7 separate regions of the Mus musculus genome follow, and regions 1, 2, 3, 4, 5 and 6 are each linked to region 7. A link is a contact called in public HiCAR-type, HiChIP or PLAC-seq and promoter capture Hi-C data. All regions are on one chromosome and are shown on one strand. Each heading gives the region's core, a stretch centred on a gene start, on an enhancer-like site or on the middle of the called end of the contact. The rest is flanking DNA. Distances are from core to core; before and after follow the strand shown.

The links. Promoter capture Hi-C pulls out the DNA fragments that hold promoters and counts their contacts. HiCAR-type assays count read pairs that join an accessible place to other places. HiChIP or PLAC-seq counts read pairs in DNA pulled down with a chosen protein or histone mark. Capture Hi-C pulls out chosen DNA fragments and counts their contacts.
Region 1: a promoter capture Hi-C map of pre-B cells shows a contact between it and region 7, with 4 times the contacts expected there. The contact joins the promoter of Rchy1 here to the promoter of Ankrd17 in region 7. A contact is called at or near these places in 9 of 39 promoter capture datasets (the 3T3-L1 cell line, the C10 cell line, erythroid cells and 5 more), 4 of 484 Hi-C or Micro-C datasets (CD4 T cells, CD8 T cells and regulatory T cells), 8 of 115 datasets of contacts at active chromatin or transcription factors (the 230-238 cell line, astrocytes, cardiomyocytes and 5 more) and 2 of 9 other capture datasets (adipose tissue and liver).
Region 2: a contact with region 7 is called in a promoter capture Hi-C map of pre-B cells, with 7 times the contacts expected there. The contact joins the promoter of Utp3 here to the promoter of Ankrd17 in region 7. A contact is called at or near these places in 7 of 39 promoter capture datasets (the 3T3-L1 cell line, the C10 cell line, cranial neural crest and 3 more), 4 of 484 Hi-C or Micro-C datasets (CD4 T cells, embryonic stem cells, muscle stem cells and 1 more), 9 of 115 datasets of contacts at active chromatin or transcription factors (cardiomyocytes, embryonic forebrain, embryonic hindbrain and 6 more) and 1 of 9 other capture datasets (adipose tissue).
Region 3: a contact with region 7 is called in a promoter capture Hi-C map of pre-B cells, with 3 times the contacts expected there. The contact joins the promoter of Cdkl2 here to the promoter of Ankrd17 in region 7. A contact is called at or near these places in 7 of 39 promoter capture datasets (the C10 cell line, cranial neural crest, embryonic stem cells and 4 more), 4 of 115 datasets of contacts at active chromatin or transcription factors (embryonic forebrain, embryonic stem cells, large pre-B cells and 1 more) and 3 of 9 other capture datasets (adipose tissue, embryonic stem cells and liver).
Region 4: a HiCAR-type map of astrocytes shows a contact between it and region 7, with 6 times the contacts expected there. The contact joins the promoter of Sdad1 here to the promoter of Ankrd17 in region 7. A contact is called at or near these places in 3 of 39 promoter capture datasets (cranial neural crest, hippocampal neurons and liver), 2 of 115 datasets of contacts at active chromatin or transcription factors (astrocytes and double positive thymocytes) and 2 of 9 other capture datasets (adipose tissue and liver).
Region 5: an H3K27ac HiChIP or PLAC-seq map of embryonic stem cells shows a contact between it and region 7, with 12 times the contacts expected there. The contact joins the promoter of Grsf1 here to the promoter of Ankrd17 in region 7. A contact is called at or near these places in 2 of 39 promoter capture datasets (hippocampal neurons and pre-B cells), 1 of 484 Hi-C or Micro-C datasets (cerebral cortex), 6 of 115 datasets of contacts at active chromatin or transcription factors (embryonic midbrain, embryonic stem cells, epiblast stem cells and 1 more) and 1 of 9 other capture datasets (adipose tissue).
Region 6: a promoter capture Hi-C map of liver shows a contact between it and region 7, with 3 times the contacts expected there. The contact joins the promoter of G3bp2 here to the promoter of Ankrd17 in region 7. A contact is called at or near these places in 6 of 39 promoter capture datasets (cranial neural crest, embryonic stem cells, hippocampal neurons and 2 more), 1 of 484 Hi-C or Micro-C datasets (embryonic stem cells), 6 of 115 datasets of contacts at active chromatin or transcription factors (astrocytes, embryonic stem cells, large pre-B cells and 3 more) and 2 of 9 other capture datasets (adipose tissue and liver).

The regions. Positions count from the first base shown.
Region 1 is chr5:91,961,708-91,965,331 of GRCm38.p6, forward strand. Rchy1 (ring finger and CHY zinc finger domain containing 1) reads right to left here and starts at 1,361. Exons shown (of 9, transcript NM_026557.4): 1 at 923-1,361. The coding sequence starts at 1,012. It also overlaps the pseudogene Thap6.
Region 2 is chr5:88,552,181-88,555,871 of GRCm38.p6, forward strand. It overlaps Utp3 (UTP3 small subunit processome component), which reads left to right and starts at 2,282. Exons shown (of 1, transcript NM_023054.2): 1 at 2,282-3,691. The coding sequence starts at 2,434.
Region 3 is chr5:92,040,886-92,044,405 of GRCm38.p6, forward strand. Cdkl2 (cyclin-dependent kinase-like 2 (CDC2-related kinase)) reads right to left here and starts at 2,157. Exons shown (of 14, transcript NM_016912.2): 1 at 1,914-2,157.
Region 4 is chr5:92,308,532-92,312,105 of GRCm38.p6, forward strand. Sdad1 (SDA1 domain containing 1) reads right to left here and starts at 1,493. Exons shown (of 22, transcript NM_172713.2): 1 at 1,261-1,493. The coding sequence starts at 1,350.
Region 5 is chr5:88,674,260-88,678,235 of GRCm38.p6, forward strand. Grsf1 (G-rich RNA sequence binding factor 1) reads right to left here and starts at 1,912. Exons shown (of 10, transcript NM_178700.5): 1 at 1,499-1,912. The coding sequence starts at 1,852.
Region 6 is chr5:92,081,245-92,085,088 of GRCm38.p6, forward strand. It overlaps G3bp2 (GTPase activating protein (SH3 domain) binding protein 2), which reads right to left and starts at 2,500. Exons shown (of 11, transcript NM_001080795.2): 1 at 2,285-2,500. Gm46933 reads left to right here. Exons shown (of 2, transcript XM_017321256.1): 2 at 1,628-2,921. The coding sequence ends at 2,329.
Region 7 is chr5:90,364,853-90,368,777 of GRCm38.p6, forward strand. Ankrd17 (ankyrin repeat domain 17) reads right to left here and starts at 1,333. Exons shown (of 34, transcript NM_030886.2): 1 at 815-1,333. The coding sequence starts at 1,195. It overlaps Gm9958 (predicted gene 9958), which reads left to right and starts at 2,145. Exons shown (of 1, transcript NR_045618.1): 1 at 2,145-3,636.

The sequences.
Region 1 (3,624 bases), core at 111-2,610, 1.6 Mb after region 7:
TTCTGCCTCTGCTTCACAAATAGCTGGAAGTATGCATCTCCTGGAGCTACAGGCCTTTACCACTAAGACCAGCTTCCAAACTTGTATATTTTATATGCAAGCTCTTTAAAAAGTAGCTTGCTCCAAATTACACAGCAAGTTAAGGACAATCTAAACTATGAAGGGAAAGCTATAGGATTCCAAGAGTCAAAGTTTCTTCTCAGTGGGAGGCGACTTCTGAAGACTGAAGCCAAGGCCTTCAGCATTATAAACTCAATTCTAAGGCTGAGTTATAACCCCAGCTCAAATCTCAGGCTTTCTCAACAAAATATTAAAACTGCTTCTTAAAAAAAAAAATCAGGTAAGTCTTAACTGTGTGAGAGTCATTTTTAAAAACTCTAGATGACTAGAACGTCTCAAGCAGGAAAAATGACAGCATATATGTATTAGGCACTCCTCCAATATCCAACTTAATGGCAATCACCCAACTCTCACTTCACACAGACATTTTCTCCTGGACAGGTCTGGGCATATTCCTAGACAAAAAAATGAAGCTGACAAGCCATACTATAAACTTCCTACACGTACAGAAATTATATTCTGATTCTTCCCTTGCTTATGCTTTCATCACTGCATCATACGCACTTGACAGAAATGCCAAGGCCCTTTCACTTCCTCATTCTACTGTCAACCGCAAATGACGGATAAACCCACAAGGGAGGTGAATTTAAGCAAGGGCCAAGTCTTTACAAACAAGAACTTGGCTTGCAGCGGCGATCGAGTACAGAGCTCCTGCTCGCCTTGCCAAAACGTTTCCTGCAAGGAGAGCCCAACTCCAGATGGCAGGTATCCTGACAAGCAGCTCGGTCTGAAGCTTCTGCCCAACCTGCCCTTGCCAGACCCGACCGCAGCTCATCGAGGAGGTACCCTCTAAAGTCGTCACCTTGAGGAGACAAGCTCTGTCATAGTGCTCGCAGCCCCGCGGCCCCTGCGCCAGGTTGCGGACGCCATCTTCCCGCGCCGTCGCCGCCATCTCCTCCTCCTCCTCCTCCACCACCTCCCCCTCACCAGCCACTGAACCTTTCCCCCAGCTTGGAAGCCACGCCTTAAGGAAGCAGAGTCGGTCGGACACCCGCTCCTCCTCGGAGCAGCGGCCACCAGAGTCAGGAAGGGGGGGTCCAATCACGTGATCTGCAGCATCCGGATTTCCGGTCCCTGGTGTAAGGGGTGGAAGCCAAGTGAGACGCTTAGTCCGTCGTCCACGTTAGTCGCTGTCGTCACTGCTAATGGTAGTAAGTCTTAGGTTGGCTCTTTTTCCCCGCCCCGGCATCGCTGCCAGCCCTGATTGCGGGCGAAGGGGACCGCTGCGTCGTCTGGCGGGCGCTGCTGCGAGCCGCCGGCGCCGGTGAGGAGCGGCCCCTCCCGCGGCTGCTCCGAAAGGGGGCGGGGCTCGGCGGCTGCGCGCGCAGGTCCGAGTGCCGGCGGCTGTCCCGGTCTCCTTTTTTCCCTGCGCCCCCTTTAGAAAATATTGTGCTGTCACCCACCCAGGACTTAAGAACGCAAAGTGAAAAACAAGTAGCCACGCCACGCCCCCGTGGAACTCACAAATGGGGAGGGGGAGAACGCCACGGCATTAGATGAGGTCACAACTTCCACACTGGAAGGACAGTCCTGTGTGGTGTCCCTGGGGAAGGAGACGCTCGAGCTGAAAGTTGAATGGCAAACAGTACGCCAGCAGGAGTTAGTGTGTACCAGACCTGTGGGAGAGAAAAATCTGGCCCGTAAGAACATGAGAGAAATAAAGAAGCCTGCAGAGTTTGAATCTCAGACCTCAAGGTGCATAACTTTATGTCCACTCTTACAAAATACCAAGACTTAGAGCATTTTATCAGCAAAACTTCAGGTGTTGGGATCTGGGAGAAGGGAGGCAATTGTCCGGGAGGAGATGCCTTTAGCTTAGCCCTGGAGTTACTAACTCGTTTTAATTCTCTTCCAGTTGTGTTAGGAGTTGCTAAAAACATGGTGAAAGGTTGCTCGGCCATTGGATGTGCCTCTCGCTGTTTACCAAATTCCAAGTTAAAAGGACTGACATTTCATGTGTAAGACTTTGCTGTACTCAAGCCAGATACTTTTAACTTTTTACTAAAAATGATTCTACCAGAGTCTGCAGTTACAAGCTTTTGTTCCCAGTCTTTTTAAAATAACCTTGTTAAATTTGAACTGACAATGGTCCCTTTATAATGTGCAAGTTTCAAGTGCCAAGGAATGAAAGACCAGATAGCACCCCCACCAAAAATAAAATACCCCCACGCACAAATTGTCAGGCTCGTCTTTGCTAATGTTTGCATTCTAACTGTGTTACGGTCTCTACTGTTCATATGTCGATCATCATCTAACTGAGGGCTCTGTTCAAATACCCATACCTTCTTTTTAGAAATAGATGAGGTGGAGTGGTTCACTGTAAACTACATGTTCAGATCAAGGATTATTTAGCTGTGTGAGTTTGAGGATTCTAATTTAGTGTTTAGCCATTCCTGTGACACCCTAGGAAGGGTCTAATAGGATTTAATAAGCATACTTAGGATGTTCGCAGCTTTTGTGAAGCACTGTTATTACTAGGGAAAGATCTAGTTACTTTACTAGGCAGGGAAATAAAAAGAACCTATGTGCTACCATGTCCCAAAACAATATTGAACTAGCTTAGAAATGTTGAGAAGTCTGATTATTGCCTCCTGTATATGTCAAAGTAATTGTAGCTCCAGAACCGTAGACGTGCCAGCTGTTCTCCGCATGAGTTCATAAGGCATTTATAGACCTGCTATGTATGAGTTGCTATACAAGTTATTTTCAGGTTTGACAGAAAGGAGGAAGTATAAGAGGCCCTCCTATTCATTGAAGACAAATTCTAGGTATCACCTCAGAAAGGGAAAGGCCAAAGGTATTCTTCAACCGCTGTAGAGAAAGAAAAACCTTTAATTGCAAATCTTGCTACAGGCTAAATGTCCACTGAAACATTCATATGCTACTATAAAAATTTAAGGGCTGGTGAGATGGCTCAGTGGGTAAGAGCACCCGACTGCTCTTCCAAAGGTCCGGAGTTCAAATCCCAGCAACCACATGGTGGTTCACAACCATCCGTAACGAGATCTGACTCCCTCTTCTGGAGTGTCTGAAGACAGCTACAGTGTACTTACATATAATTAAAAAAAAATTTAAATAAAAGCCATATGTATGAAGAATGATTGGCAGAAAAATCTAGATATTAAAACTGAGCTATGAGGCCAACAGAATGTCTTAGCAGGTAAAGGTAGTTATCACAAAGCCTAATATATGTATGTATATATATATATATATATATACACATACACACACATATATAGCTTTAAAATATATTCTTACTGTTTTGTAGATTCCCCACAGATGAAAACATCAAAAGAAAGTGGGTATTAGCCATGAAAAGACTAGATGTGAATACTGCAAGCATTTGGAAGCCTAAAAAAAGGAGATGTGCTGTGTTCAAGACACTTCAAGAAGACAGACTTTGACAGAAGCACTCTAAACACTAAGCTGAAGGCAGGAGCCATCCCTTCTATCTTTGAATGTCCATATCACTTACAGGTTTGTTAAGAGCTGTGAGCACTCATC
Region 2 (3,691 bases), core at 1,032-3,531, 1.8 Mb before region 7:
GGATCCAGCAATACCTCTCCTGGGCATATATCCAGAAGAAGCCCCAACTGGTAAGAAGGACACATGCTCCACTATGTTCATAGCAGCCTTATTTATAATAGCCAGAAACTGGAAAGAACCCAGATGCCCCTCAACAGAGGAATGGATACAGAAAATGTGGTACATCTACACAATGGAGTACTACTCAGCTATTAAAAAGAATGAATTTATGAAATTCCTAGCCAAATGGATGGACCTGGAGAGCATCATCCTGAGTGAGGTAACACAATCACAAAGGAACTCACACAATATGTACTCACTGATAAGTGGATACTAGCCCAAAACCTAGGATACCCACGATATAAGATACAATTTCCTAAACACATGAAACTCAAGAAAAATGAAGACTGAAGTGTGGACACTATGCCCCTCCTTAGAAGTGGGAACAAAACACCCATGGAAGGAGTTACAGAAACAAAGTTTGGAGCTGAGATGAAAGGATGGACCATGTAGAGACTGCCATATCCAGGGATCCACCCCATAATCAGCATCCAAACGCTGACACCATTGCATATACTAGCAAGATTTTATCGAAAGGACCCAGATGTAGCTGTCTCTTGTGAGACTATGCCGGGGCCTAGCAAACACAGAAGTGGATGCTCACAGTCAGCTAATGGATGGTTCACAGGGCTCCCAATGGAGGAGCTAGAGAAAGTACCCAAGGAGCTAAAGGGATCTTCAACCCTATAGGTGGAACAACATTATGAACTAACCAGTACCCCTGAGCTCTTGACTCTAGCTGCATATGTATCAAAAGATGGCCTAGTCGGCCATCACTGGAAAGAGAGGCCCATTGGACACGCAGACTTTGTGTGCCCCGGTACAGGGGAACGCCAGGGCCAAAGGGGGGGAGTGGGTGGGTAGGGGAGTGGGGGTGGGTGGGTAAGGGGGACTTTTGGTATAGCATTGGAAATGTAAATGAGCTAAATACCTAATAAAAAATGGAAAAAAAAAAAAAAGAAAAAAAAGACAAGACCCCATGTGGTATGCATAATCACGACTTTGTATATCCTTTTAAATAAGGAAGCTGACATAAAAGGTCATACATTTGAGATAGCTTAGGTGGTAGCCCTGTCTACTAAGCTTGACACCAGTTCGATTCTCTTAGACCCATATGTCACTTCTCCCATTTGACTGAGTTTTCTGTTTGGTGTACCCGTGCGCCCTCCTAAACCACAAGGTCTCCTATTTTGGCCTTTATCTCTTTTCCTTTTCCTCTTCTTCCTCTTCCCTCCTCTTTCCTCCTCCCCACTTCTTCTCCCCTTCTCCCTCTCTCCCCTCTCCCTCTTCTTTCTCTTCTCCTCCCCTCCCTTGTTAAATCTATTTTGCTCATTTCCTTCCTTCATTCTCCTCTCTCCTCTCCCCTCCCTCCCTTGTTAAATCTATTTTGCTCATTTCCTTCCTTTATTCTCCCCTCCCCTCCCCCCCCCCATCTCTGCCTAAAACGCTGCCACGGAAGTTTGGTGCTTGATCAATGTTGAAGAACACAACAATGAATAATCATTAAATGTTGCAACCCAATTCTATACATAGGAGGCTGTCCGCGGCTGACAGCCTCACAGTTTTCCAGAACGTCTAGAAAAGCGAAGCTATTCCAGTAGAAGGACACCGCGCGTCTTTTACTCTTCCCGGTTACATCGTCCCCAAAAAACCCCGAAGTCCTCTCTCGGGTCGCCTAAAAGCAGAGACTCGCCGCGCGGGGCCCGGAAACGCGGCGCCTACGGTAGCAACTCCCAGGCAAAAACAGAGAAAAGCACCAATCCGGGAGGCTGAGGCTGACAACATGGCGAGTCCCGGCTTCAGAAGTCAAGACAGACAAAAAACAAAACTAAACAAAACACAAACAAAACCCTGACTAACTTCCACTCTGGCAAACGGAGAACACGAAACCGTGAGCTGGGCAACTATCTAGCGTGGCCCAGTGGGCGCCCTGCCGACGCGTGGGAACGTAGATGCCCCGCGCCCTCTGTCGGCCGCGGGCTGTCTCGCGGCGTCCCTGGCGGGATTCCGGCTTCACGCCGGAAGTCACCAGAGAGAGAGAGAGCTCGGAAGTAGCCACAAAAGGATCCGCGGAACGGAAATATCCTTGGCCTAGCGTTCCTACCCGGAAGTTTTCATTCGCCGGAACCGACTGGTTTTTAAAAAGACACGGCGGCGGGATTACGCTGGGGGGGGGGGGGGGAGCGGAAGTTTAGGCGCGCGCGCTGCGCGGAGAGCACCCTGGGAGCGGAAGGAAACAGGCCTTTCCCAGACTCTCTGCTCCGGTGGTCACCGACTTGGGTTCGCGGAGCGTGCTGGTGCTGAAAGCCTCCGCTTGCCGGCATCATTCTGGGCGGAGGTCAGAAGTGGCGGAAATCGCGGCGTCGCTTGGGAACCCGGGACCGCTGGTGAGCCATGGTGAAGAAATCACGGCGGCGTGGAGCGGCTCAGTGGGCCGCCGTGCGGGCCCAGGCAGGTCTCACCGCCACGGACGAAAATGAGGACGACTTGGGGTTGCCGCCCTCTCCAGGGGACTCCAGCTACTACCAAGACCAGGTAGATGAGTTCCATGAAGCGCGATCTCGGGCAGTCCTGGCCAAGGGCTGGAACGAAGTCGAGAGTGGGGAGGAGGATGGCGATGAGGAGGAAGAGGTGCTACCTCTAGATATTGATGATGGAGATGACGAAGATGGAGAGAGTTCGGAGGAGGAGGAGGTTGGAGAGGATGATGACGGCGGAAGCTCCGTGCAGAGTGAGGCTGAGGCCTCTGTGGACCCTAGCTTGTCCTGGGGTCAGAGAAAAAAGCTTTATTACGATACGGACTATGGTTCCAAATCCCGAGGCCGTCAGAGTCAGCAAGAAGTAGAAGAGGAGGAAAGAGAAGAAGAGGAGGAGGCACAGATAATTCAGCGGCGCTTGGCCCAAGCCCTGCAAGAGGATGATTTTGGAGTCGCTTGGGTGGAGGCCTTTGCAAAGCCGGTGCCCCAGGTAGACGAAGCTGAGACAAGGGTTGTGAAGGATTTGGCTAAAGTCTCGGTAAAAGAGAAGCTGAAAATGTTGAAGAAAGAATCACCAGAGCTCTTAGAGCTCATAGAAGACCTCCAAGCCAAGTTGACAGAGGTGAAGGATGAGTTAGAACCCTTGTTACAGTTGGTGGAGAAAGGGGTCATTCCAACTGGAAGAGGAAGCGAATACCTGAAGACTAAGTATAATCTCTACTTGAACTATTGCGCCAACATTAGCTTTTATTTGATCTTAAAAGCCCGGAGAGTCCCTGCACATGGACATCCTGTTATAGAAAGGCTTGTTACCTACAGAAATCTGATCAACAAGCTGTCGGTTGTGGATCAGAAACTGTCCTCTGAAATCCGTCACCTCCTCACAGCCAAGGATGGTGCTGTAAAGAAAGAAATGACTCCAAAAGCAAAATTAACCAAAACCAAGCCCAAGTCTGTAAAGCAGGCTGCTGCTGTTGCCCTGACTGATGAGCCTGATTTTGATGGGGCTGCTCTCAAGTACTATAAGGAAATGGAAGACAGGCAAGAGTTGAAGAGAAAGAAGGAAGAAAACAGTGCTGAAGAACAGGCTCTCGAAGAACAAAATGCAAAGAGAGCCATTACCTACCAGATTGCTAAAAATAGGGGACTTACACCCAGGAGAAAGAAGATTGATA
Region 3 (3,520 bases), core at 907-3,406, 1.7 Mb after region 7:
CAGTTGAATTTTTAAGAGCCTGACCATACCAAAAAAACAAAAACAAAAACAAAACAAAAAAACCTTATCACAACCTCTTGGAAGGAAAACACTTCTTTCCACTTAATATTAATCGCATATGATATATAGAGCTAACTTACCCAGACAAGAAAAAGTGGTGATGTTTTAGTGGCTTCTAGTATATTCATAGAAAAGGGGGAAAACCAACCAACCAAACAAACAAAAAACATTGACTTTTTATTCTAAAAAATTATGATAATCCAAAGTATATATTACATTTTCAACACTTGTCACCTAAGTGTGTGTGTGTGTGTGTGAGAATCCAAAGTATATATTACATTTTCAACACTTGACACCTAAGTGTGTGTGTGTGTGTGTGTGTGTGTGTGTGTGTGTGTCTGTGTCTGTGTTAACCCAGGGCCTCCAATAAGCTAAGCAGGTGTTCTTTCTACCACTGAAGTACACCATCCAGCAGCCATTATTTGCACAGTGTAAATGGAGATCAACACAGAAAAGAGAAGATGGAGAGAATGAAAAGAATCCTAATTAAAATCAAATTCAAAACTCTTCACTATCTTATTACCACTTTGGGTATTAGATTCTACTTAAAACTATTTACAGTGTCATAGGCACTGACTTCCCATATAGTTCACATTTTAACTTCTTTTTACCTTTAATTACTTTTATAATAAAAAATTTACATTTGGAAAAACCTTCAGTGTGATTCTAACTGGCATAGTTTTTAACCTTCCCTTAAGTATATATTGTAAAGGAGTAAGCTTTAGGCTAGTGAAAATAATACAAATAGCTGGAATCTATAGCCTAGATCGTTTTTAAACATATTGTAATTGGCATCCTAGATATTTAAAGATGCAAAATGAACCAAATAAAAATGACCTTAATCATGTCTAAAAGGTTCTGAAACATATTATAACCTAGTATTATACAAGTGAACTAATCCAAATTTATTTTCCCAACCATGTAGACACACTACATAGAGCACACCTACTTGTTCAAGTGGGACTGTCTAAAATACCTTAAGAATATCATGGCCTAAAATATGCCTTGTTTCCTCAGTAACTTATAACCCATCAGTTTCTTGCCTTCTCACTCTTAAATCTATGGGTAGCACGTGGCATACAAAAAAGAAGTCTGGTGCGATGGCACTATAATAATTTAGGATATGTGCCATACAAGCATACTGTTCAAATACTACCAATGTTCTTTGGTTAAAATCAAACTGAAATTTCTTATACATAAAAGAACGAAATAACTGGGTTTTTACAAAGTATTATACTTACTATTTCTTCCAAACCCTTCACATGGAAAGAGCCAAAGGTTTTCAACTTGGAAACAAATTTAAGGTGATATGCATCTCGCTAGCAGATCTAAAAAGATGCTGACTAGCTAGCACACTAGCAATCCCAGTATTGGGATTTCCTCTGCGGACGCAATTACCGGTCCTAGGTGAAGCAGGCAGGGAGGCAGATTGGCTTCTGCCCTCCGCAAGCTCACACTTCCGAGGACTACGGGCCGCATGCTGCCGTCGTCAAGGCAACGACCTCACTCGGTCCCCAGCCATAGGCAGTCTCCAGAGAGAGAGAAAGGGCCCGAGTCAGAATGCGTCTGCGACAGGCAAAGACACAAGCACCTGTCAAGGACAACAGCTGCAGAGAAACGAACTGAGGAAAACAGAGCACCGCCGGCCGAAAGCCCTCGGGTCGCTCAGCTCAGGGAAGCAGCACCTCGCCAAGTAGCCCTAGGCGAAGGCGTTGGCCACCCTAGCTGCAAGGGGCGGCTCTCACCCGCCTGGTCCCGCCCCGCCTACGGCGGAGCCTCCCTGATCCTGATTGGCTGAGGCCTGTCGTCAGGCGTTGTGATTGGCTCTGTGCCACCCCGCCCCGCCCCTTCACCTGGAGCTCGCAGGTTCGCTCAGCTGACGGCCTCGTCCCCACACCTACGGTCTTAAGTTTGTAGGGACCTTTCTGCCGGCGCCAGGAGACCTCTGCTCTCAGGGGACCGCAGGTTGCCCCAGTGGCCACGAGGAGAGCCAAGGTGACGGTTCGCTGGGACTGAGGAGACCATGAGATTTCCCAGCTTGCCCGCCCGCGGCGCGGCGGGGCGCTGCGGGGCGCGGGCCCCACCCGGGGAGGTTCCGCCCAGCCGCGATTCCTCGCTTCCTTTCGGTTCCGGGCGGTGGACCGGAAGAGCCTAGTAGTTTATTTAGCCGAAATTGGTGGGATGAGATCTGTTGACAGACCTGACAGGAAAAAGGACCCTGGGACGCCAGCCTGGTAGGGAAAGATTTGGGGTGGAGCCCAGAGAGGACCAGAAAGCAAGAAAGGTAGGTGCTGACTGCAAGCGGCGCAAGCTGGAGCTTAAAGCTTGCCTTCAGCTTGAAGACTAGATTAGCCACGACAGGGCAAGATCGGAAGACCATTACCAAGCATATGCTGACGTCGTACGAGAAGCCGGGAAATGCTTTATCCCTCCTTATTAAGGGACTGAGATTGTAAGGCCAAATAGTTTTACTTGTATTCACCTATAGCCACACAATTTGTACTCAACTAAATATGTTTTTTTTTTTAATAGCTCGATCCAGGAAAGTATCCTTGATAACAGACACGTATATGCCTAGCCAGCACCCAGGGGTTATTCTTGCATAGTAAGGTGTAAGAGCAATTGTTTTATAATTTTTCTTAGTTCGGTACTGCATTAATCTCCCGGTGCTCAGTTACCATCATTCACCAAACTGCTTAAAATCGAGTTCCCGAACCTACAATTTTGAGAACCACCTCTGGAAACAGGGTATGGGTTTTTGGTTTTTTTGTTTTGTTTTGTTTTGTTTTGTTTTTTTGGGGGGGGGTTGTTTTTGGATAACCCAAGATGTGAGTTATAATGTAGCAATGAGCTGTGACCAACTTGAAGATAATTCCCATCGCTTTACTCTAGATTGTAACAAACCCCATGAGGTTTAAATAGAAAAATATTTATGAGTGTTCTGCCTGCTTGTATGTCTGTGCACTGTGAGCGTGCTTGGTGCCCACAGAGGTAAAAGAGGGCGTCAAGACCCCCTGGAACTGGAGTTACAGTTGGTTTCTGATTGCCGTGGGTCCTCAGGAAGAGTGACAGGTGTGCTTGGCCACTGAGCCATCTCTCTAGACATTCATGTGAACTTTTATGTACAAACAGGTTTATTAGGGTGGGAACCTCATATTTTACTTTTTTCCAGTTTTACAAAAAATAAACAGTTGAGTAGCAAAATTAGTGGTATACATGGGAACTGAAAGGACAAAGGCTATAAAAATGGTGAACAGGTGTTGCTTGAGAAAATATTTAAAAGTTGGAAATAACTGTAAAGGAACTAGAGGGTAGTCAAGAAGTACAAGTTCCTTTGGGAAATAGGGTAGTTCAGTGATGGCATGCTTGCTTGGACTGCACAAAGCCCTGGGCCCCACATCCAACAATTTATACACTAAGGCATGATGGTTGTGGCACAGCCCTCTAATCTCAGCCCTCG
Region 4 (3,574 bases), core at 243-2,742, 1.9 Mb after region 7:
TGGACAAACTAAAACTGGCCTTCTACGGCCTGGTTTATAATAAAAGGACTCTGATCAAACACCATAGACACACTTGCACATTTGTGTTTACTGGTGCACGAACCACGGCAGCAAGAAGCAGAGCCAGCCTTTAAGTCCATCAACAGAATGTGTAGTGAAAATGTGGTACATGCATTTAGTTTTTTCCAATCAAGAGCTGAAACCATGACAACAGGAGGAAAGATGTTAAGAAATTAAACCAGACTCAGAGAGGTAGCCTGTTTCCTCTCAGAAGCAAAAGTCAGATTTCAATTTAGTTTGTGACACAAGTTAGAAAGGGGAACCCAGTAAGAGCTTATGTTTAATGTGTATTGAGAGCTTGCCTACTTGTATGTGCGTGTATACATATGCCTAGTATCCAGAGGCCAGAAGTCGGGTGTCGCATCCCCTAACACTAGAGCAACAGATGGTTATGAGCTATCATGTAAGTGCTGGGCCTTGAACCCAGGTCCTCTGGAAGAACAGCCAGTGCTCTTAACCATTGAGTCAACTCCCCAGCTCTGGAAGAAGAGACCTTAAAGGGATGCAGGGAACTGAAATAAATGTGATGTGTATACAGAAGTGAAGTGGGGGCTGTCTGAGGAGAGAAGGGGACCAGTAAGGGGGGGGGGGAGACAGGGAGGATTGGGAAGGGCGGTGTGTAAGAAGACAAATAATAAAGGCAAAGGCGCGTCTTAATCTATCTACCAGGTTAAGAGTACAAAGTCACGGCCTTCATTTCGTGGTTCTTATGAATTCACACACTTGGAGTATGCCATGCCCCTCACAAACTGGACCTAACAGAGTTTTAGACCGCACATTTCCCTCAAAGCATTTTTTTCAAATCTAGCTCAGGGTGACTCCCAGGGAGTTTGAACTGTGGCTTAACTACATCTTCTACACTCTTGACTGTGGGGTGGCCCTGCCATCTGAGAACTCCTTGCTCTTCTTGGCAGAGCTTGGGGCACTCGGGAGAGGCCGTCTGTGGAAAGCATGTTTAACACACGACTCATCGTATGCTAGGGGCTAACTCGAGTTTTTGCTCTGAGGCGGCCAACGGACGTTACCGGCCCACGTCGGCGAGGCGGGCGGATAAACCCGGAGGCAGCAGGTTTTAGGGTGTGTTTCAGTGTTGGTGGGGTCTGCATGTCCCGTCCCCCGTATCTCCATCCCCCGTCCGTTTCCTCCCCAGGCCCCCGGAAGCACACCGGAGCATCCCGGGGAGCCGGATCCCGGTCCCACCTCCTCCACGTAGGCCGGCGGGTCCCGCTTGATCAGGTTCTGTAACTGCGGCAGGTTGCTGGGCAGCTTGTTGTTGTTCCTGCCGGACATGGTGGCTGTGGGTGGGCTCCCTGGCGAGCAGTGCTTGGAAAACGTCCGCCTCTGTCAGTCGCAGCCCGGGCCCCGCGGCAGCTTAGACTCGTGGGTCCCAGTGTAACCGGAAACGGCACGTGGGACACGCCGCTTGCCCGACCGAGCTACGGAACGCTCAGAGGATCAAACTTCACCACCCTGCTGCAACTCTTTGTAGGCGTCTGCACGCTATCGGTCCCTGCCGGTGGACAACCGCTACTGGTTGTCACCAAACTCTGGAGCAGGTTTCCTTATCTCAACATTCTTTTCCACTGAAAACAATTTTTATACAATATATTTGATCATGTTCTTTTTCCTCCGCCAATTCCTCCCAGTTCTCCCCATCTAGCTCAGCATTCTTATGGTGGCCCAAATAAATGAGGATTAATATGGGACTCAGGTATGACAGCATACAACTGTAATCCCTGTACTCAGGAAGCTGAGGCAGGAGCATTATATTTGTTTGGGGCAAGCCCGAGGCTTACTCTGTCTCAAGAAAAACGACAGAAATTAAGCAGGGGCCTGGGGACTGGTTCAGGTGTCCTATCTCATAGGAGACCCTAGGTTTCTTCTCCAGCTCTCCATAAACTGCGTGTGTTGGCTCATGCCTGCAACCCGCATACTCAGAGAAGAGGCGGCGGGAGGGTTGAGACTCCAAGGTCATCCTCAGTTACATAGGAATTTGAGAGAAACCTGAGATACATGAGATCCTGTATTATAAAATGAGGATTAGGGGCTGGAGATGGTTTAGCAGCTAAGATCTGGTACTGCTGTAGGGACTCAGGCTCAGTTTGCAACACACGGTGGCTCTCAACCATCTATAGTTAACTCCAGCTCCTGAGAAATGTGTGCCCTCAGCAGGTGCCTGTGCTCACAGCACACATACCCACACAGAGTTGCACACACATCACTAAAACAAAAACCTTGTCAGAAATGAGAATCATTTTCTTTTAGGCTGTACTAAAGGTAGAAGAAAAAAATCCATGAGGAGTATGCTTAGAGAATATGTTTTAGAGAATGGCAAAGAGCAGGGGTGGAGGTTAGATTGTTTTTTTGTTGGTGTTGGTTTGTTTGTTTGGTTTTGTTTTTTGAGACAGGTTTCTCTGTGTAGCCTTGGCGGTCCTGGAACTCACTCTGTAGACCAGGCTGGCCTTGAACTCAGAGATCCATCTGACTCTGCCTCAGGAGTGTTGGGTCTTAAAGGTGTGTGCCACCACCGCACCCAGGCAACTCTCTTAATTCTAACCACAGAGGGGAAAACAGCTGTTGGATGGTAACTAGGTTTTTGTTTTGTTTTGTTTTTGTTTTGTTTTGTTTTTTTCGAGACAGGGTTTCTCTATGTAGCCCTGGCTGTCCTGGAACTCACTCTGTAGACCAGGCTGACTTTGAACTCAGAAATCTGCCTGCCTCTGCCTCCCTACTGCCGGGATTAAAGGTATGCGCCACCACTGCCCGGTAGATGGTAACTAGTCTTACACTAATAGATGAATCAAGGTGTTATTATTCTGTGTAACCTAAGCAGTTTCCTAGATCAACTTCATCCAAGGTTACCTGACACCATGTTAGAGCCCAAATCAAAAGAAATTTATAATCATATCTGGATAAGTCCTGAGGACAGTTAGATCAAGAGTGCTCGTGAGGGCGTTAGTGTTCTATGAGGGGATTTTTCCTTCCAGAGGCCGTCAATGTTTGTGGAATGTAGATGGCTAACTTCTAAAGTTTTTCCCAATTCTTTAATCATAAGATTAAAGCAACATTTTAATTTTTTGAAAATTTCCTAAAATATGTTTTTGATCATATTACTCTTCCCCTAACTCCCCCAGACCCACTCTCTCTCCTCTCTCTCTTCCTCCCCCTCCCTTTCCTTTCCCCTCCCCTTTCCTCTCCCCCTCCCTCTCCTTTTCTGTCTTCATCAAGTCCAGTTTGTGCCGTTTGTATATTTTTGGATGTGCAGCCGTCCGCAGAACATGGTCATCTTCATAGGCACTACATTGCTGAAGAAAACTGACTCCCTTGTCACCTTGTCATCCAGCAGCTATCAGTGAGCAGTAGGTCCTTGCAGAGGACAGGTTCAGTTCCCAACAACGACATGGTAGCTCACAACCATACGGAACCCAAGTTCCAGGGGGTCTAATGCCCTCTTCTGACCTCCTTGGGTACCAGGCATGCATATGGTGCATATACATTCCTGCAGGCAAAACGT
Region 5 (3,976 bases), core at 662-3,161, 1.7 Mb before region 7:
AACACAACCTCAAACCATCATCTCAAAGCACTGATTATCTGGAACAAGGCAAGATACAGAACAAGATGCCTTAAGTGTTATAATAAAAATACAAAATCCTGTAAATTAAAAAAATAGAAAACTACAGGGGAAAAAAAGAATAAAGATGGGAGATATAAAAGATAGGACATTACAATTTGGGAGGGGAGGGGAAGTGTTAGCATGTGAAAAACAGCAAACACATTTGCCCAAACTGGACAGTAAAATGAAGAGCCAAAGGCAAAAGGCACAGCAGCTGGCTATTTTGTGTTGGGCTCTATGAAGGGATACTTCACTTTGTAGGCAAAGGAAGTTAATAAAAAGGCATTGGGACATGGGTAAACGCCTTGAAAAGACTAATGTAAGAGAAAGTGGATAAGGGAAAAAAACAGAAAAGGCAACAGCAGAGACAGGCGCGGCAGGGGGCTCAAACTGCTACTTTCTGTTTCCCCAGAATTCCATAAACATCTTTACAAAATAAATAAGTAAATAAATAAATAAATAGTGCAGCAGAAAGTATTGGGCCGGGATTCAAATCAATTAGCTCAGCTACTGGCAGACATCAGCCATGCAGATGAACCACCCAGATATCACTAATTCAAGCAGACGCAAAACTAAATTAAGATAAACATGGCCAGTGGCGTTACCAGGTTAGGTAGACACTTCCCAGATGCCACATAAACCGCAAAAGAGAAATGTCCCACATATACAGAGGACCAAATATTTGCAATATGAATTCTTACAATGTCTTTCTGAAAAGACGGGAAACAAGGGAAAAGATCGTGGAGTGACAACCGAAGCCCCCAAGTCCTCACCCACGGACGCCCCCGCCCCACACACACACGTTCTCTCCCAGTTTCCCACGGTCTCCCCACAGCTCTCCGCGTCCGCAGAGCCCCGCTGCACCAAAGGTCCTTCTGTCAAGGCGAGTGGACTTGCAGAGGTGACCTTCAGTCAGGTGGACCGCCCGCCTCTCCCCGCGGACAAGGGAGAGGGACGCGCGGGGGCTGTCCCAGGCTAGCCCACGCTCCCGTGCGCGCGGGGCTGCGCGTCGGTGGCCGGCCGAGGAGGCCCGAGCCGCCCGGCCTACCGCTCCCACCGCACGCACGGCCGGCCCCGACCCTCCGCGGGCTCTGGCCGCTCAGCTTCACCTCCAGCGGGCATAAGGCTAGGGGGGAGTCGGGGTGGGGGGCGTCGGCGGCGCCCCCAAAACCTACCATGGGCCCGGCGGGAAACAAGGCCTCTACATTCACCCCAGCCACACTTACACTGCCCAACCGCCCAGACTCGGAGGGAACAAAACAAGAAGAGCCGGGGCCGTGAGAGCGTCCCTTGTTCCCGTGCCCAATAGGAGGACGGAGCGGGAGGGAGGCGGGGGTGCGGTGCGTGCCGCGGATCCCCGGGCGCGCACGCGGGGCGCTCGCGGACAGACCGACGCGGGCGCGCGGCCGCCGAGGGTCCCGCGCGCGGCGCCACGTACCTGACTGTAACCCCGCGCCGGGCCCGCGGCGGCTGCCAGCGATCGCGGAAACAGCGGGGCGCGCAGGGCCGAGTAGGACGCGGCGGCGGCCGCGGCGGCGGAGGGACGGGCAGGGATGGGACCCGCCAGCCTCCCGGCGGCCGCAGGCCCGAGCTGCAGGCCCCGCGTCTGCGAAGCGGCGGCCGCGGCGGCCCCGAGGAGTAGCAGCAGGCGGCGGCGGCCAGAGACGCCCGACGGGAAGGTGCCGGCGGCGGAGTAGAAAGGCAGGCAGGCGGCGCCGGTCCGCCGGCAGCTGCTGCAGTTGCAGCCGCAGCCCCGGAGCAACGCGCCTAGCACCCAGCGCGTCCCGGCCATCGGCTCCGGAGGCGGCGCGGGGCCTGGAGGTGGCCGCTGTGGCGCGAGCGGAGGGGAAGTGGAATCCAGGGCGGGGGAGGGGGCACCGGGCACATGCGCCGCGCGCACCCGGGGCTGAGACGAGGCTCGGAGGCGGAGGTGAGCGAGCGGCCCCGCCCAGGCTCCGCCCTCGGGGCGGGGCTTTCCCGCCGGTAAGGGTGTGGGTGGGGTGACCTGAGCGCCTCCAGAGTGGAAGTTGTCCCAGGCTCTCCTGCTCAGGTTAGAGCTGAGGTCTGCGGGTCACCGAGGCCCGGCGAAGTTTCCGGAAGGAATGGGTTACCTAGCTCTAAAACGTTTTGGGACGACGCTGAGGGGGCGTTGATACCCCAACCTCAAAATTCGTGCAGAAGGCCAACTTTGTTTTGAACGGAAGCACTGATTTTATAGTATATGTGAGATATGTATATAATATTTATCATATATTATATAAAATAAAGCCTTCCTTAGACAATATAGTCACAAGTGAAGGTGTAGAGATTTGCAAATAAATACATGAGTGGTTGTGCAGTTTTCTCCTATGTGGCAAGGACCTGTCAAAGGTAAAAAAATAAAAATAAAAAACTAAAGACAAATGGGAGTTCTTAGAGTAAAAATATGAAGGAGAGGCTGATTGGTTGTGGCGGGGGTGGGGTTAGGAGGCATCTCTGTGACTGGGTAGTGTAGTTCCGTGGCAGGGTAATCGCTTAGATCACCCCAACCTCCTCGTGGGGGTGAGGAGACCAATATAGGGCTCTCTATCGTGGAAAATCTTAACATATTTCAAAGTTTTTGAAATTCAATTCTTGTTCAACTTCCAGAAGTAAAGAAACCGCCTACATTTTCCACTGTTTCACCTTTATCCCAGTGCCAGCTCTAAAACTTTTTTTTTTAAGTTAACTATGTAATGGCAGTCATCCTATGGTATTCATCTTAAAACAATACGGACTTTTTTATTATTAGTTTAATGTATTAATATATGGGTGTGGCCACGGAGACCAGACAAGGGCATCGGATCCCCTGGCCCTGGAGTTAGAGACAGCAGTGAGCCATCATGCAGGTGGTGGGAGTTGAACCTGGGTCCTCTGAAAGAGCAGCCAGCACTCTAGACCCATAAGCCATCTCTCCAGCCCCAGTACAGACTTTTGAAAGGTTACGTTCTGATAAGTTACCTTTGAGACATTTAAGATGGTTGGGCTTAAACTTTGGCTTGTTTACTCTGGACTCCTTTTAGATTTAAGAAAACCAGGTATTTCACAAATGAAAACATATTTCTGTCCAAGAAGGAAAGAATAGAAAACCTGACCGGCTTGTTCCTTTTATACCCGAGATGTGTAGAAGAGGTTCTTCCTCTTTTCTTCGGTGAGACACAAACCCTAAAGCAGTGGCTGGCAACCTTCCGAATGCTACATCTTTACAACAGCTCATCTTGTGGTGCGCCCCCCCCCCAACCATAAAAGTATTTTCATTGCTACTTCATAATTGCAATTTTGCTGCTGTTGTGAATTGTAAATATCTGTCTTTTTTCCATGGTCTTAGTTGGCACCTGAGGAGCAGATCTCAACCCACAGGTTGAGAACCTCTGCCCTAGAGGTTTTTCTTTTCCTGTCAGGCTGGGGACCAGAGATGCCTCCCGAACCCTCCGTAAGACGTTTTCCACTGAGCTATACATTCCCAGCCTGGTTCTATTAAACGTTTCTCTTTTGTATTGCATCTGTGTGTTTATCGTGGGTCCCCAGGCCCACAGTGCTGTGGCAAGTGCTCTGTCCCTCCTTCCATGTGGATCTCAGGCTTGGCAGTAAGTGCTTTACCCACTCAGTCATCTCAACAGACCCTACGCTTTGCTTTCAGGAGAGAAAATGGGCTATCCCTTCGTTGCTGATTATCCCAGAACACAAACTTGTAGAATTATTGCAGATTCTGCTCCTATTACATTCCCTTGCTGCTTGTGTGTGTGCTGTGGAGGCCAGAGGTCCACATCAGATGTCTTCCTCCGTCACTCTCTACCTTGTTTTTGGACAGTCATCACTGAACCCGGAGCTCACTCTTTCCACGGACCCGCCTGTCCAGAGACACTCCCCAGAGTCCCTCTACCTCCTCAGCACTGAG
Region 6 (3,844 bases), core at 1,250-3,749, 1.7 Mb after region 7:
AAATTAAGGCAGTTTAGAAAATAACTTCTAATATTCATAATGTGTAATGACAATTCTGCAACAAAGGAAAAACTGCTGTCAAGAATCTAAGGGCACTCTATGAGTATCTGTAAATTTCCAGTAGCTGATACTGAAAATTTTGGTATTTTAATCTCTAATACAAGCTAGAGCTGCCCACACTGCCCTGCTACAAACAATGCCAACAATTTCTTCAAAACCAGAACTCACCTACTAATCCGGCTACTCAGGTCATTGAGTTAACATTTAGTCTAGATAGTAAACTTGCCCTAGGTTCACAGGCCAAGGCTGAACAAGAAACTGCCTTCATCATCAGCTAATGGTGGTTGGGTCTGGGTACTAGCAAGGCAAATTGGTGCCTTGAACATGTCATTCAGACTCTTAGCCAAAGTTAATCTTCTAAATTATCGAATGAATTCTTTACCTACAGACAGCCACCCACTCTGCAAACATTCCGGTACTCCATCTGAGGCTTGCTTCCCCCATCGCTAATTCTAGTTTTGTGTGCTTTGTTTGAGTCTAGGTCTTCTGTGTAGCCCTGGCTGTCCCAGAACTCTCTGTAGTCTACAGATCTGCCTGCCTCTGCCTCCTGAGTGCTGACATTAAATCGTGCATCCATGCCCGCCAATATTTTGATTCTGAATTCTCAATAACCTAAACCATCACAATAAACCAAGCCACTGGGAAACACACTTTGAAGCCGTTCTCACAATCAATTTGTCAGAACAAAACAATTTTCATACACTGAGATTAGATAGTGCATATGTCCGAAAACGGTAACGAAGGGACAATATATAATTCAGTCGTCCTAAGGTCCAAACTGACCGAACTCCCCCTCCCCCATTTTTTTGAGTCAGTATCTCACTGAGTAGCCCTGGCTGTCCTGTGGAAGTATGTAGACCAGGCTGGCCTCGAACTCAAAAGACCACCTGCCTCTAACTCCAGAGTGGTGGGACACTGGGTCCAAACCTAAAGACCATAAAGGGATCACTGAATTTCGCTAAATCAAGTGTTTACTCAAAGTTTGGTTCACATGCCTAGGGCTACAATAACTGCCAAATATGGAATTGGGACAAGAAATTACTATCCTCACTTAGAATTAGTGCATCCTTTTAAACTGCAGCTAATGGTTCCCCTGCCTAGGTACTTGGAACAAGCGAGGTATAGTGTCTAGAATCTAAAAACCAGAAACCTTAAGCTAATCAACTGCACAACAATCACACCCGGAGAGAAGGGGGCAATTTTCCTTGATTCAGATTTGCTGCACGTGTTTTGTTTTTAAGAAGCAAAAGGCATCTCCTCAATGTTTTTTGTGCTTTGGTTTAAAACTAGTTATATCTTGGGAGTAGAAATTGTGAACACGACCCTACAGCCCCCCCCCCCCCCCAAAGCACCACAGGGGTACCTAAATAAATCTGCCCTTAGAGACGCAGGAAAACCTCAATCAGACTCCACTAACGAAATCCACACCATTTAGGGAAACTTACGTTCTTCTCCCCTTGTCCTACCCCAAAGAATAGCAGGGGGAGAAAAGCCCATTCCCAAAGCACTGAAACGTCCTTTTTATTCCTGGGTAACAGGAGAGATTGTCTGCAGAAAAAGGACGTAGGAGACGCACGTTACAGTCCCAGTATCCGAACACGTTCGGGATAATCCGGGGAGGGCGGGGGGAAACGCCGAGCACCCGGCAAGTGGAGCGGCGGCCACCTTCAACCCCGGATTCAGTTTCCGGGCACAGAAATGGTGCCCGGAGGCCGCTACTTTCGCATCTGCGTTGCTTCTGCCTCCGCCGACACGGCCTCCTTCCCCTCCCCCACGGGCGGGGCGACGACCGGGAACTAGGGCCGCCGGCGAGCGGAGGAACCAGGCGGGTGGGCTTCCTACCCTGAAACCGCCTCTGCAGGAGCCCACTGCCCCGCTTCGCGGCTTGGCGCCCGTTGGCGCGCTCTGGGAGCTGGCGGCGGACAGGGTACCCCCGGGCTGCTTCATCCTAGCAATCCCCAGCCCCACCTGTGCCCTCCTCTGCACCACGCGCGCAGGTCATCCTCCTCCCCACGCAGCCTTCCGCTCACCTTGCAGGAAAGGCTCGGCTCTGCACGCACGCACGCACTCTTGCTGGCGTAGGCAGCCGGCGAGAACAATGTTTCCGCCGCACCAACCCCGACACCAAGCGCACACACCGGACGGTTGCCGCGAGCCGCGGAGCGGAGGGAAATGTCCCCTGCCGACCACCACACCGACCGCCCCTCTCGGCCCCCGTACACACCTCCAACCAACAGCGGCGGCGGGCACGTCGCGCGGAGGTCAGTAGTGTCGCGGGATCGGCCGCAGCAGATTCTCCTCCCTCGAAGCAACCCGAGGCTTCGGAATCCGGAGAGCCGCGAGCTCGGGGCCCCTCACAGCCACCTCTTCCCGAGAGCCTAGAGCTGCAACGAGCTCCAAGAACACGGACGTCCCGCCCCCTTTGCCGCCGCCCCCTCTTATTGTTTTACCCCTGCGGAAAGGGCTAGGGAACCCCCCAGCACAGCGCCAGCCAATCAGGCATCAGTTTGGAGAGCTAGACCCAACCTTCTCGCGTCCCACTGCGGAGCACGCGCAGAACGGCGCCGCGCTCGCTCGCTCGCTCGCTCGGGCGTCCGGAAAGCCAGGGAACCGGAACCGGCCTAAAGTCGGGGCGAGAGCCCGCTGATTTGACGTCACAAGGAAGCTGCCTTTCTCTTGCAGTGATGCTGAAGCCTCCCTGTCCTCTCAGGTGGCGCGAACAAAAAAGATGGCTCGCCGCTAACCAGTGGCTTTTACAAACGGTTATTCCTGGAGCCTTTATTCGTGATAAGAGGGAGCAAATTTAGTAATGGTCCTGGTTGCTGCGTTATCGGAGCATTAAAATGCAGTTTTGAACTCTGCACAGTGAGCTCACCTGTATTGCTTAATTAGCCTGTTTTAGGAAATGGAGGTTTAAAAGTCTTTCTCATCAATGTCAAACAGCTAGTTTTAAATAAGGGTGCCGAGCTATGGAGTATGGGGAAAGTATGACATAGGCTGTATGGGCTTGGGGCTTTTGTATGGCCTTGGTGGCTTCATCCTTAAATGGAACTTACTGGAACAAAGGCTGAAAGGCTTAAAATTTAAAAAAGAAAAAAAAAGCCACTTATAAATCTATGCCACTGGGACTTAGTTATGGAAACAACACTGCTTCATGAACCTTGATTCATGGGGAAAAAAAAGCCTTTGTAGACCAAATGTTACTTTGCCACTAATAGCAATGTTTTCAATTTCAAGATAGCAGAAGAAACTGGGAATGAAGCTATGAAACGGTGAAAGGAACGGAAGGGCAATTGAGAGGAATAGAACACATTTTAATCAAGCAAAATGCAGGATTAAATACATCCTCAGTTTTCCCTCACAGTAGAGATTTCCTAGAAGAAGAAAAAAAAAAGGTTCACAAAAGGCAATGCTGATTGGTACTTGAGCCTCCAAAATCTACACTGGCATTATTTTGGATTGCTTAATAATTTTTATATGCAAAATATATAGGCAGACCATCATTTATTAAATGACTCTGAGATGGTTTTTCTTAATGCATTACTTCTGCAGATTACCTTTTAAGTACAGTGTTTATAGACCAGATACGCTACTGGTATTTTATAAAAGTCACTTATGTCTCACAAAAACCCACTTACGTAATTACCTATTTGAATGCACACTTTACAGATGAGGAAAGTGAGACTTACGAGACGGTTTACCCTAAGGACACGCTCGTATTACTCATCTCAGCCAGGCTCGGGGCTACATACCTCTAATCCCAGCACCTGGGAAGCAGAGGCAG
Region 7 (3,925 bases), core at 83-2,582:
TAATTAAATAAAAGCGGGGTATGGTTTGATTATTTCTTATTAAGGGAGAACCCGATGGATTATTACACATACACGCAGAGCACCTAACAATTTTTACGTACTAAGTCACTTGTAAACGCATATGGAGGGATAGAAGATCGGCTCATCCATAAATCTTTCACAAATCGAGGAAGCGAAGAGTACTTCAGCAGCCACGAGTTTAGAGAGAGAGAGAGAGAGAGAGAGAGAGAAAGAGAAAAGAAAAAGCCCTGCAGCAAAACAGTATGGAAAAGTACAGCCTCTCACGTGTCTCTCCCAGATACAAATACTTAGCTCCGAGTCCATTACAATCTTACCGCCCCTCCACAACTGCTCCCGGCCACCTTCCACTGACAGAAAACTACCAAGCTCGCAGTCGGTCCCCCGGAGACTCTCCTACCTATTATCTTACCCCTCCCGCTTTAGCTCCGCCCCCGCCCCGGGAATGAGGTGGCCTTACTGGCCCCAGAGAGACCACCCTTCGGCCCCAAAGTGCCACCCGGGAATCCGACCAATCAATCCCTCCACCCTTCACCCTGCGAAGCAGCATCCTCGGCTAGCCAGCTTCTCGGCAACTCCGTGCACTCTCCGGTCCTCCCACCCCCACGTGTCAGCTACCCTCCCCCACGTCCCCACACCTCACGACTCAGGCCGAGCAAAGAAAGGGGGCAGCCGAAAGCCCGGTCCCTCAGGGCAGATCGTAAGCCCCGAGGGCTCGGTCCCACCGCGAGTCCCCTCCCACCTTAGGCCCTCCACGGTCCCTTCCGCCCTCCTCGAGGTGAAACCAGGCCCTTGCCTCAGAAACCTCCTCTTCCTCGTCGTCGTCGTCCTCCTCTTCCTCGCTGTTGTTGCTGCTGGTGCCGCCGCCTCCTCCTCCTCCTCCACCGCCACCGCCGCCGCTGTTGTCGCTGTCGCTGCTGCTTTCGCTGCTGCTCGGGGGTCGGCAAGTCCGGTTCCGCTTGGCCTTGTGGTGCGGCGGCTGCTGCTGCTGCTGTTGCTGCGGTGGCTTCTTCTTCAGGAGCAGGTCGCAGACTCGCACCATCCCACGAGGAGAAGAGGCCGGGCGAGCCCCGCCGCCGACCTCCGCCGCCGCCGCCGCGGGGGGGGCCGCCACTGCCGCCGCCGCCGGGGGACTCCCTTCTCCCTCAGCCGCCGCCGGAACCGTCGCCTTCTCCATCCCCGCGGGAAGAGGGGGTGGGGGACGCGGACGGGGGAGGGGCGTGGGGGGGCTCCGCTCTACCGCGACTTCGGTCGCGCCGGGGCCGACACAGCGCTCCGGGCCGCCGCCGCCGCCACCGCCTCGGTCACCTCTACTGCCGCCGCCGCCGCCGCCGCTCCGCCAGCTCTCACCTCGTCTCGCGATACTAAGGGCGGGGAGCTTGGCGGAGGGAGGGAGAGAGGGAGGGAGGGAAGGGAGGGAGGGAGAGAGAGCGGGAGGGCTGAGGGGGGGCGAGGCGGAGCGCGAACGCCGTGCCCGGGAAAGCCGAGCAGGCGTCCGGAAGGAGCCGCCGGGGGAGTGCGCCTGGAGTGGCTTCCTCTGGGGAGACCGAGTCTGAGCGGGGACCGCAAGCAGGGACCGCGGGCGGGCGGGCGGGCGAGCGAATGAACGAGCGAGCGAGCAAGCGGGCGGGCGAACGAGCGCCTGGGTGGCTTGTCTTCTCCGCGCTACTTCCCCCACACACACAGCCCTGCAGCCCTCCCTCCTTCCTTCCTGGCTTCGTATTAGAACGCAGCCGCAGGCGGAAGCGCGGGTGACGCCATCAGCCGGCGCCGCGGCGGCCGCGCGAGCGCGGAGCCCTGCCTGCCTCTCCCAAGTGCAGACTCCAGGGCCGGGGAGTGGGCTCCCCCGCGAGCGAGCGAGCGATCGAGCGTGCGTGCGTGGGCGCAGGGAAGCAGAGGCAGTGGGATGGCGAGCAGTGGGGCCCGGGCTAAGTCGGGGGCGAGCGCAGAAGCGCGGGGGAAGCTGGGCGAGCGCGAGGCCTGGCCCCTCAGATCCGGGAGGTGGGGCCTCGCCCCGGACCTCCTGGATGGACTTTTCCTGCCTGGCCATTTTCTCCACCGCCTAAGCCAGAGAGCATTGGATCTTCCGAGAGAACTTCGTGAGAGGAGAGAGACTGAAGTCAGGTCCAAAAGAAAACTGTTTCCCCTCCACCATCCCTTGGAGCGATCACGTCCTCACTTAGAAAACTCTTGTCCGAGTTTGAGTCTCGGGTCCTAGGCTTCCTAAATCTGACTATTTTGTACACCTTTGTAATGTGCAGGAACGGAATCTAGTGATTTTTAAGACTATACACTTCCGAAGAGGTGGGTGTGGGAGCTGGGCCATCATCGTATGCATTTCTCGGTCTGGATTCTGAGATCATTTTGAGTACTTAGAAAACTTGCAGACCGATTGAAATGTAGCTTTCTTCTTCAAACAGACGTCTCCAGTGTAGCCCAGGCTAGCCTTGAACTGGCGATCTTCCTGAGATTATATGGGTCTGTACACCACCGTGTCATGTTTATGTAGCTTATTGAACTCAGAATTAGCCATTTCTGGGCTAGTACGAGTAGTGACATAAGGAAAATAAAGCAAACATCAAAGACAGATGTACTGGCACAAGATAAAAAAGTCCCTCAACTGACAAAGTTACCATTTTAAGACTTCTAAGTTTAGCTGAGTGCCTGATTTATTTTATTTATTTTTTAATTTTTTTTTTTTTTTGCATTTTCTTTTTAGTACTGGCATACCATATGAAATGTGGGCAGTTGCCAGTACACTACGGAGTACCACAGACGAATTGGTGATGACTAAATCAATTCATTGAGGCAAAACTTCATGTGTCTACTGTGTGTGTTATCTCTGAAATCAGAGTCTGTGTTTCCAGGGGCTTCTCTGTGTGTAATAGTAAATATACAAAATGCTAAACATCTGCCTAAAGCTGAGTTCCAGTATACAACATAATACAGAACACTATTGTGTATCTGATAGCCATGGATTTGGACTGTATGGTTTCAGCGGGATCTTGTCCATTTTCTGTATTCTTCAGCACCTTTGTCTCACTTTCCACCTCCATACCTTTTGCAATCTTTGAGTGCCAGCCCCGTTTTATTATACGACTGACTAACAGTTTCACAAGAAGACTGAGGCCATTGACTGCAAATTCCTTCAATTTTCCAAATGCTAGAGATGGGCTGATCTTTTCTCAGTATGGAGAGAATGACAGAACTCCTTGCCCTCATGCAAGGTCAGTCAACTCTCCAACTATATTCTGGTTTCAGTGTCTCTCTTTGGCCTGTTTTTTGTTTTTCTGATTTCAGTCCTTCACAAAGTTTGGCTCCCTTTTGTAACTTACTCAGGTTCATTCCTTCATAGTTGTACATTATGTATGAAATGCAACTTCGTTATTTGGAAAAAGTTCTTGCTTTGCTGTATAGAAATGAAAGATAATCTTTGGGGGTTTGTCAGGTAAATCCAAACTATTAGGATAGTCAAGTCCCCTGGAATGATTTGTATCTATTTTTGAATATATTTTACTTAGTAAATTTTTACATATTTTCTCCCTTTGTCAGCCTTGTAGCCAAAACTGGCTGGCCATGTATTAGGCACACCAATAAACTAAACCTCATGTGTTTTCATGTGATTGTGTCCAGGTGATTGAATTCTAGGAAATAAAGTGCGTGTTGGTAGTATGCTCAGTTTCAGGCCAAATGGGAGTCCTACTGAATTCATGTTCCACCCTCTTGATACCAGTGAAATGCCATGTGATCTTGAAACTATTTGTTGCTGTTATCAGAATCTGAAGAGAGAGTTTGAGAGGCTGATCCTGTCTCAACATCCCAAGTGCTCAGATTGCAGACGTGAACCACCACACACAGCTTCAGATTACATTTTGACTCCCTAACTTTACCTGGTGCTTCAAGTATT